2 separate regions of the Zea mays genome follow, and region 1 is linked to region 2. The links are chromatin contacts, called in public Hi-C maps. All regions are on one chromosome and are shown on one strand. The core of a region is the stretch at or near the end of the contact, and the rest is flanking DNA. Distances in the headings are between cores, read along the strand shown.

Region 1 (4,809 bases), core at 1,166-3,665, 130 kb before region 2:
ATCTCCACGCCGGTGGACAGCGTCCCCTTATACACCATGTAATCCGACAGGGAGCCGATGACGTTGCTGAAGTCCTCGCACGCGGCCTCGAGCTCCGACCTCTTGAGCGACGGCACGCCCGTGACGAACGCCTTCTGCAGCTGCCCGCTGAGCCCCGTCGCCCAGGGCCTGACGGTGACCACGCTGCTGGACCGGTAGCAGAGGACGAGGAGCGCCACGGCCGCGGCCGCGGCGAGGGAGGCCCCGGCCGCAGCCATGGCGTAGACAGGCCTGCCAACACCGCCAGAGCGCGGCCTCGCTCCCGCTCCTCCAGCCGGAACGCCGGCACCCACCGCCGGCCTACTGCCGGCGTCGGCCGGCACCACCACCGCCGGCTGCGGGGGCAGCGCGATGCTGTGCCCAGGGTTTGAGACCACCCCCGCGGGGAAAGGTGCCGGGGCCTGCGCTGGAGGAACGCTCATCGGTGGCGGGGCCTTGGGTGCCCACGGTAGCCATGGCTGCCACTGGTCTGGCTTGAACGTCGACGCTGGGCTTTGAGAAGAACTGCCTCCACTGTCTGGAGGGTACTGGCTGGAGTCTGTCAACGACGACACCTTGTCGCCGAAATCCCCGGACCAGTACCTGTTCTGCTGCTGCTGCTCGTGCAGGAATTTCCTGGTCCGGTCACCGTGGTGGGTTGTCCTGCTGCCAATAAGGCAATAATTGAGCGGAGGCAAAAAGGAGTGTGAGCACAAGAGGCGCAGAACAATCTGAGAAGCGTCGATGTGTCATCATCATCTGAGGGATGAGGCTGCTTGGTGCCTTGGTGTGTGTCGTTGGTTCAGCTGTCAATTCCTGACAACCAATGGATGGATGGATGATTCCAAGCCCATCCTTGTTTCTATCGACAGTAGTGTAGTTGTTGGTTGGTACTACGTACAGTTTGTGAAATGTGATCCATGCATGAAGGGTAGATATATAGGTGTGCCGAATATACAGGTGATCCGCATTGATTTTTTCTATTCGCTGTTTCCAGGTGAAAACTGAAAGGCATGGCGCTGAAGATGTGTCATCTGCTACATGAAAGAAGTCAAAGCTGAATCGGTATTGGCTTTTCAGCTAGCATAGTTAGATGCCTTGATACGCCTTTTATATAGACTTTTGTTTATATTATGTTTGATTATAGAATATAAAACATAAAAAATATATGTTTTGTTGGTTATATGTGAGAATAAAGAGTAAATAACCAATGATTAAACCTTCACTTGTGTATAATTTTATCGTGTGACGCAAGATAATGGTAAAAAAGTGAGAAGTCATACTTTATATAGTAGAGATTAAGAAAAAAAAGAGCGGGGCCTAATGCCATCCCTGTTCGGTAGCTAAACACCAATGTTTGAGCTAAAAACACTTAGGTTAGTTTAGAAAATTAAATTCCCTCAGGAATTCACAGGAGAAATTGAGCTAATTTCACTATCCTCGGGAATACTTCCAAACCAGTACTTATATAAACTGAGAAAAAAACACGACTAAAGGTAAAAATAAGCACACCAGAAAATCCGAGAGCATCAGCTTAAAAAACCCTATTTTTTAGGAGAACTGTCCGAATCTGGAATGCTCAAAGAAAACTAGAATCGGACAACCGGTCCGGCTCAGGATTAGCTGAAAGAAGATCTCACCTAGCTTCGGAGACAGAGACCATATCTTCCTCTGGGTTCGTAGTTCCTCCTACAGCCAGTTAGCATCAGCCGAATATGTTATTAAAAGGAGAACCCAATGATTAAGGTAATCCATGCCCATGGAGCGGTTGCCCAATTATCTCATATATACTCACATAGACACACGAAGAGAGACAACAGATAGAGACGCACTGCCTTGACATACCTTGTCCGGCATCATCTTTGTGGCAGCTCCCGAGATCAGGGAGAGCGGAGACCAGCACCACCACCAGCAGCAGCAGCACAGCCAGCACCCGGTGACGGCGCGTCTTCTCCATGGACGCCGACGAGATTCTGCTACGGAGCAACATGGGAACGTACGCCCGGACCAACCATGCACTGGTCATGAGAAGAAGGCCACTCTCGCCTTAGCATGCGGCCAGTGCCGGCGAGGGAAGAGCTAGACGCCTCAGCATTAATTCGTCTAGCTCTTGCAGTGGAGAGTGGAGACGAGGAGGAAGATGGCCACGCGGAGCGGGTGGTGTTGGTGTGGTTGGGGCTAGCAAACTCGCAATAATTTCGCGCTTGGCCCGATGCCGCGATGGCGATTTATGTATGGAACGCCCAAAGCAACGGCTCAATCGAGTGCGAGTTGGGAGGTCGAAGCAGATAAACTTTAAGGTGGAGTTAAACTGTACTCCAGCTACTAGTTTTGGAGACTGTGTGCGCTACTTGGCCAACCAATACATGGACTTAGGGCGTGTACAACGCCATTTAATCAAGCGTCTCCACATCTGTCTCCAGGGGGTTTTCTAAAAAAAATCTCTGCAGCCGGTGCTTGGTGGAGAGACGTCTTTGGCTCCCGTCCCTAGCAAGAACCGACGCCGCCTCTTCCGATTGTACGAGTTCCGGCCGTCTCTTGCAGATCCTGTGCGGCCGCGCCACCAATTTTTGTTTTTGGCGCGAAATCCAGGTGCTAAATCACTTCCTCTCCTTATTCCCTCTATTTTCTCTCCCAAATCTTACCTCTGCACCTTCTCTGAACCGGCGGCAACCATGCAGAGATCCACCGGCCATCAGACCTCTGCCGCCGCTCAGCGCTTGGCCTCCAGTCGCCGGCCCTTTGTGGCACCTTCCAACACCGCTGCGACCCGGTTCCCGTCCCCTACTGGTGTTCATGGCTCGTCCAACGGCAGCGTCGGGCTCCATTCGGTCGGCATCGACGGATCTCCAACAAGTGCTGGATTCCACTCTTCCCCGAGCAGCGGTGCTGGATTCCACTCTTCCCTGAGCAGCGGCCCTGGATTTCAGTTGGGTTCCGGCATCCACAGCTCTTCCCCCCGCGGTGGCCCTTCCCCTGGCAGTCGCCCCTCATTCGGCCCATTCTCATCTGCTAGCTCTGCTTCATCTATGGCATCAGGACCTTCTTCAACTTATTCGGATTTGCTTCATAGGTAAGTCATGCTGCTGGTAACCTTGTTCAGTATGGAGTTGCTTGTATGGATTCAGTAAGCTTATGCAGTACACATTGTTCATGTTCCAAAATTCATTTTCTGAAAAGAAATTTGCTTGTATACATTGTTCTGAAAACATATTCACTATGAAATTCATTTTCTGAACAGAAATTTGCTTGTATACATTGTCCAGTACGTATGGCTGTGTGCTCGGGTGTTCAACAGAATTATTTGATAGTGCAGATTGTTTGTATAGATTGTTTTAATTATACAAATGCAGTATGTAGGCTTACATCTTCCTTTTTGTGAATTATTTTCAGCTCTGATGGGTTCATAAATTATATGATGGGTCAGAATTCTCATTTTGTTAGAGGAACATCACATGTCACACAATTGGATGAATCACATGACAACCCTGTAGACAATGATAGAAACGATGGAGATGAAGAAGTTAGGACTGAGGCCAAGCTAATATGGAAATCAGAGGAAGATGGGAGAGTGGTATTTTCATTATTTAACTTGTCAATTTTATAGCTGCTTCACATTGTACTTACAAATTCTCTTTGTATGCAGATGAGTGCTTGGCTCAAACACTCCATCGACCCAATTGGTGGAAACAACAAGAAGTCTGACAAATATTGGACGGATGTGATGCAGGAGTACAATCAAGCTACTGTCAAGAATAGATGGAGGACTGCTAAGCAGGTTAAAGATAGATGGCACAAAATCAATAAATTGACAAATTCGTTCAATGATTGTTGGGTGAAAGCTAGGAGGGTTTACACCAGTGGATACTCGGATGAAATGTGGTTAGATAAAGCACATAAATTTTTTGAGGATGAGAACAAAGGATTACGTTTTCAGCTTATGAATGTTTGGTACATGGTTCGTAACGAGGCTAAGTGGATAAGTTATAACAATAATATCCATGGCAAGAGGAAGGAGATGGAGAATGGCAGCACACAAGGAGGAGGACTAGAAGATGTGGACCTTCCTCGACCAATGGGACAGAAGGCAGCTAAAAGAGCTGCACTTGAAGCAAAAGGAAAATATAAAGCGAGTGCGATAAATGTGGAGGAGCTTGATAGATTTGAAAAAATTCAAAACAATGTTGCAGACAATCGTATGAAGGCTCTTGAAATGCAGGGAAAGATTCATAATGATAAAATTAGTTTCTATATGATATATTTATTGTAAATTTTACGTTTTTGAAAGAATATATATATATATATATATATATATATATATATATATATATATATATATATATATATGGATACAAAATGTGTGTGCACATTTGATCAAGAGTGTTTTTAAGTCTACTCTACATATGCATTTATTAACAGACTGCATTTATAGACACTCCATTGTATGAAAGAGTCTCTTAGTTGTCTATTATACTTGGAGAACCGTTTTGGTGTCTAAGCATTGTACATGCCCTTATTGTACCGTGGGAGTATGCTTTTTTCATAGATATATGGTAAAACAGACCTGGAAGAGTTTTACCCGGTGTGGGAAGTACGTCACACAGAATTCCTTGAGCCTATAAAAACTAAATATCTGACTCATGTACACGTCCTAGAAGAGATATGGTATAAGACAATGTATTTGGTACGACTAATATGATGAAGTTCTAATTGGTTAGAGAGCTAGGCACATAAAGGTATGGCTGGTCTCTAGCGTAATGGTTAAAACATTTGAGTAGCACCTTTAGGTTA
Region 2 (4,299 bases), core at 1,786-4,285:
CGCAACGGCTGCCCCACGAACCACTCGTCCCGTCGCATTAACTCCGCGGCAGGGCAGGCGACACCTTTGGCAGGCGAAGCGGGCGACGCTTCACCTCCGCCATGATGACCGCGTCAAAAAAGGTGCGCCATATCGTTCAATTTCGTATCCTTTTCCTCTTCCCCTTTCTCTCTCTTGCTACATGGACCGGGAAAGGGGTACTCCGAAAGGGATCCTTCTCTGCGAAGGAAGCGGGCCCCGAGCCCTCCTACTGATCAGGGGTTCGGAGGCTGGCCCCTCGGAAGGGTTCGACGACAACCCCAGAGCACCCGGGCTCCGCGCCCACTACTGATCAGAGGTTCGAAGGCTGGCCCCTCGGAAGGGTTCGACAGCCGCCTCAGAGCACTCGGGCTTCGCGCCCACTACTGGTCACAGGTTCGAAGGCTGGCCCCTCGGAAGGGTTCGACAGCCGCCTCAGGCCACTCGGGCTCCGCACCCACTACTGATCAGGGGTTCGAAGGCTGGCCCCCCGAAGGGTTCGACAGCAGCCTCAGAACACGCAGAGCGAGGGATGACTCTAGGTACGTCCGATACATGGCCGAGGCTCGGGCTACGCTCCCGAGGTACCCTAGGACATTTCCGAGACCAACAGGAGCGATTCTGTAACGGAATCCGATCAGAGGGAGGCATCGAGCCCTCGGACCCTATCAAACGGGACCGGGTATGGCAAATCACCTACAAGTACTTTTGGAGCGCGCCTCTGGGCCACTAGCCGACCCTCATCGAACGGGGCACATGCGTCCACTCGGATCACCCGTTAGCAACTCACCGGAGACACCATGTTCGGCGCCCTCCGAGGGCAACATGGCGCTTTCCCCCCCTCCTCCTTGCGGAAAGGCGACAAAGGGGCGTATGATAAAAGCCAAGTTAATCCTTGACCGTCCTCTCGCTCTGTGCGGAGGCTCGGGGGCTGCTCTCGCAAACCCGGCTCCGGCCAATCCGTTGACAGCGTCAACATACCAGCCCGAGGACTCAGAACCTGACCGTGCACCCGGACTACGATCAGATCGCATGAGGGAACAACCAGACCGGCCGAGGCGTCACGAAAGGCACTAAGACCTCGGAGGAATCAAACCACTCCTCCGAGGCCTCGGGGGCTACACCCGGCGGGTGCGCTCGCGCGCACCCACCGGAACGAAATGCAACCGAGAAAGGTCGGTCCCCTTGCAAAAAAGTGTGATAAAGCCTCCAAGCGAGTACCAACACTCCCTTTGAGGCTCGGGGGCTACTGTCGGGGACCATAATTAGGGGTACCCCTAAGACTCCTAAACTCGGCTGGTAACCACCATCAACACAAGCTGCAAAGGCCTGATGGGCGCAATACAGGTCAAAGCTCGGTCCACTTCAGGGGCACGATCTCGCCTCGCCCGAGCCCAGCCTCAGACAGGAACAATAGACCTAGGTGGATTCACGCCTCGCCCGAGGGCCTCCTCAGGCAACGGGCGCACCTTCGACTCGCCCGAGGCTCAGCTCGGGCAGGCTTCGCGGAGAAGCAACCTTGGCCAGATCGCCTCGCCAACCGACCGTATCGCAGGAGCATTCAATGCAAGGATCGCCTGACACCTTATCCTGACGCGCGTTCCTCAATCGATAGGGCCGAAGTGACCGCAGTCACTTCACCCCTCCACTGACTGACCTGACAGGAAAACAGCGTCGCCTGCCCTGCTCCGACTGCTGTGCCACCCGCCAGGGTGAGGCTAACAACAGCCGAGTCCAGCCTCAGGCGCCATAGGAAGCTCCGCCTTGCCCGACCCAGGGCTCGGACTCAGCCTTGACCTCGGAAGACGGTCTCCGCCTTGCCCGACCCCAGGGCTCGGACTCAGCCTCGACCTCGGAAGACGGTCTCCGCCTCGCCCGACCCCAGGGCTCGGACTCAACCTCGACCTCGGAGGAGTCACCACCTCGCCCAGCCTTGGGCTCGGACCGACCACGCAACAGGGGGTACATCATTACCCTACCCATAGCTAGCTCAAGCTACGGGGAACAAGACCGGCGTCCCATCTGGCTCGCCCCGGTAAACATGTAATGATGGCACCCCGCGTGCTCCATGATGACGGCGGTTCTCAGCCCCCTACGGAAGCAAGGAGACGTCAGCAAGGACCCGACAGCCTCGACAGCTGTGCTTCTATAGGGCTCGAGCGCTCCTCTGACGGCCACGACATCACATGAACAGGGCACCAACACCTCTCCGACAGCCACGTCAGCATGTACATAGGGCTCTAGCTCCTCTCTGCTAGACACATTAGCATATTGCTACACCCCCCATTGTACACCTTGGCCTTCTACTTACATCTATAAAAGGAAGGTCCAGGGCCCTCGTACGAGAAGGTGGCCGCGCGGGAGGACGGGCTGACGGGCAGTCTCTCTCTCTCTCCCTCTCCCTCGCGAACGCTTGTAACCCCTACTGCAAGCGCATCCGCCCTGGGCGCAGGACAACACGAGCCGCGGTTCCCCTTTTTTGTTCCCCCTTGTGTTCCGTTTCGCGCCGACCCATCTGGACTGGGACACGCAGCGACAATTTACTCGTCGGTCCAGGGACCCCCCGGGGTCGAAACGCCGACAAAAAGTAAAGAAGACAATAAACCATTTTCATCATTCAATATGAGAGGATCAACTCTAACCTTTTCTCTACAATTGGATAAGTGAAACCTTCAATATAATGTCTTAAAAAATTATAGCACCACCTTGAAGATTATTGCCATGAACAGAACATGAACATATTTCCTCTCTATATACATGACGCTAGACAAACAAGCCCCTAAATAATAGAATGGAGTATTAGTATCGGTTGCTAGCTAGGTCAATCAATACTAATATCTTGGCTTTAATACTAGTTGCGGTACTAATGTCTCGAACACATTTTTAGTATTGATTGATGACTCAAAGTGATACTAAAGCTAGAACATTAGTACAAGTTGCAGCCACCAATTGATACTAATGCTCTTTCTAGGGTCTCAGCTGGTAGAACCGATATTAACGTTTGTGTGTCAGTAACGATTGTAACTAGACCGGAACTATAGCATGGTAACATCCTAAATCTATTTCTATACATTTTTATAGTACAATACTACGGCCTGGAAACAAAAGAAAAACAGTAATAAACAAATAAAGAAATGATTACGATTAAGCAGTCGACAGTGTGTAGTGGAGACGCTATTAACGCAACCAGCGACAAAAGCCGCAAAGAATGCCACACTCCCAAGCAGCTGCTTCTTTCTTTCTTTTTTCTTCCTGCTGGCTGCTGCTTTCTTCTACCTCCTCACATCATCGTCGTCCTTAGTAGCTTGATTCTCTCTGCCTGGTACGCGGTAGTCTCGCTCTCTCTCCTACTACCTAAACGGCTACACTTAAACGGCAGCAGGCAGGGAGAGCTGCTAACGGATCGATCGGGGAGTTGCTGGCCATGGAGCCTGGTCCGGACGCGCCTGCCGGTGGTGGTGGCGGAGGAGGAACCAGTGAGCCAGCAGAGGCCGGGCCGTCGCCGTCGTCGTCCTCGGCCGCCGCAGCAGCCTCCTCGTCGAGCCGGCAGCAGGCAGAGCAGGAAGCACAGCAGCAACAAGGAGCACAGCAGAGGGAACAGCCAGCAGTAAGGGCCCAGGCGCAGCCGCAGCCGCAGCCGCTAACGCAGCAGCCTCCGGCGGGGCTCAGCCGGTACGAGTCGCAGAAGCGCCGGGACTGGAACACGTTCCTGCAGTACCTGCGGAACCACAAGCCGCCGCTGACGCTGGCACGCTGCAGCGGCGCACACGTCATCGAGTTCCTCCGCTACCTGGACCAGTTCGGCAAGACGAAGGTGCACGCTGAGGGCTGCGCCTACTTCGGGCAGCCGAACCCGCCGGCGCCCTGCACGTGCCCGCTGCGCCAGGCCTGGGGTAGCCTCGACGCGCTCATCGGCCGCCTCCGCGCCGCGTACGAGGAGTCCGGCGGCCGCCCCGAGTCCAACCCGTTCGCGGCCAAGGCCGTGCGCATCTACCTCCGCGACGTGCGGGAGGCGCAGGCCAAGGCCCGCGGCATCCCGTACGAGAAGAAGAAGCGGAAGCGCGGGAGCGCCGCCGCGCCTCCGGTCGCGCCGCCTCCTGTTGTAACTGCAGAGGCCGCCGGGACGTCGTCAGGGGCCGGCGGTGGTGATGACGAGGACGACGACGAACCATCGCCATCTGCAGATGAACCACAACGACAGCAGACCGCCACGCCGGCTCCTCCTGCAAGTATTATTTCCAGTGCTAGTGCAAGTAGTAGCAGTGTCGCCCCAGCCACGAC

What was found. A called contact is a pair of places that touch in the nucleus more often than the background predicts.
Region 1: a Hi-C map of leaf shows a contact between it and region 2, with 4 times the contacts expected there. The contact joins the promoter of LOC103631498 here to the promoter of LOC103630273 in region 2. A contact is called at or near these places in 2 of 25 Hi-C or Micro-C datasets (leaf and tassel).

What each region holds. Positions count from the first base shown.
Region 1 is chr6:152,436,678-152,441,486 of Zm-B73-REFERENCE-NAM-5.0, reverse strand. It overlaps LOC103631498, which reads left to right and starts at 2,415. Exons shown (of 3, transcript XM_020539538.2): 1 at 2,415-3,091; 2 at 3,412-3,592; 3 at 3,665-4,300. The coding sequence starts at 2,694. The coding sequence ends at 4,288. LOC100281100 (ATP binding protein) reads right to left here and starts at 2,189. Exons shown (of 5, transcript NM_001363939.1): 1 at 1,864-2,189; 2 at 1,659-1,707; 3 at 1-681. The coding sequence starts at 2,044.
Region 2 is chr6:152,309,156-152,313,454 of Zm-B73-REFERENCE-NAM-5.0, reverse strand. LOC103630273 (protein G1-like7) reads left to right here and starts at 3,035. Exons shown (of 1, transcript XM_008651337.2): 1 at 3,035-4,299. The coding sequence starts at 3,443.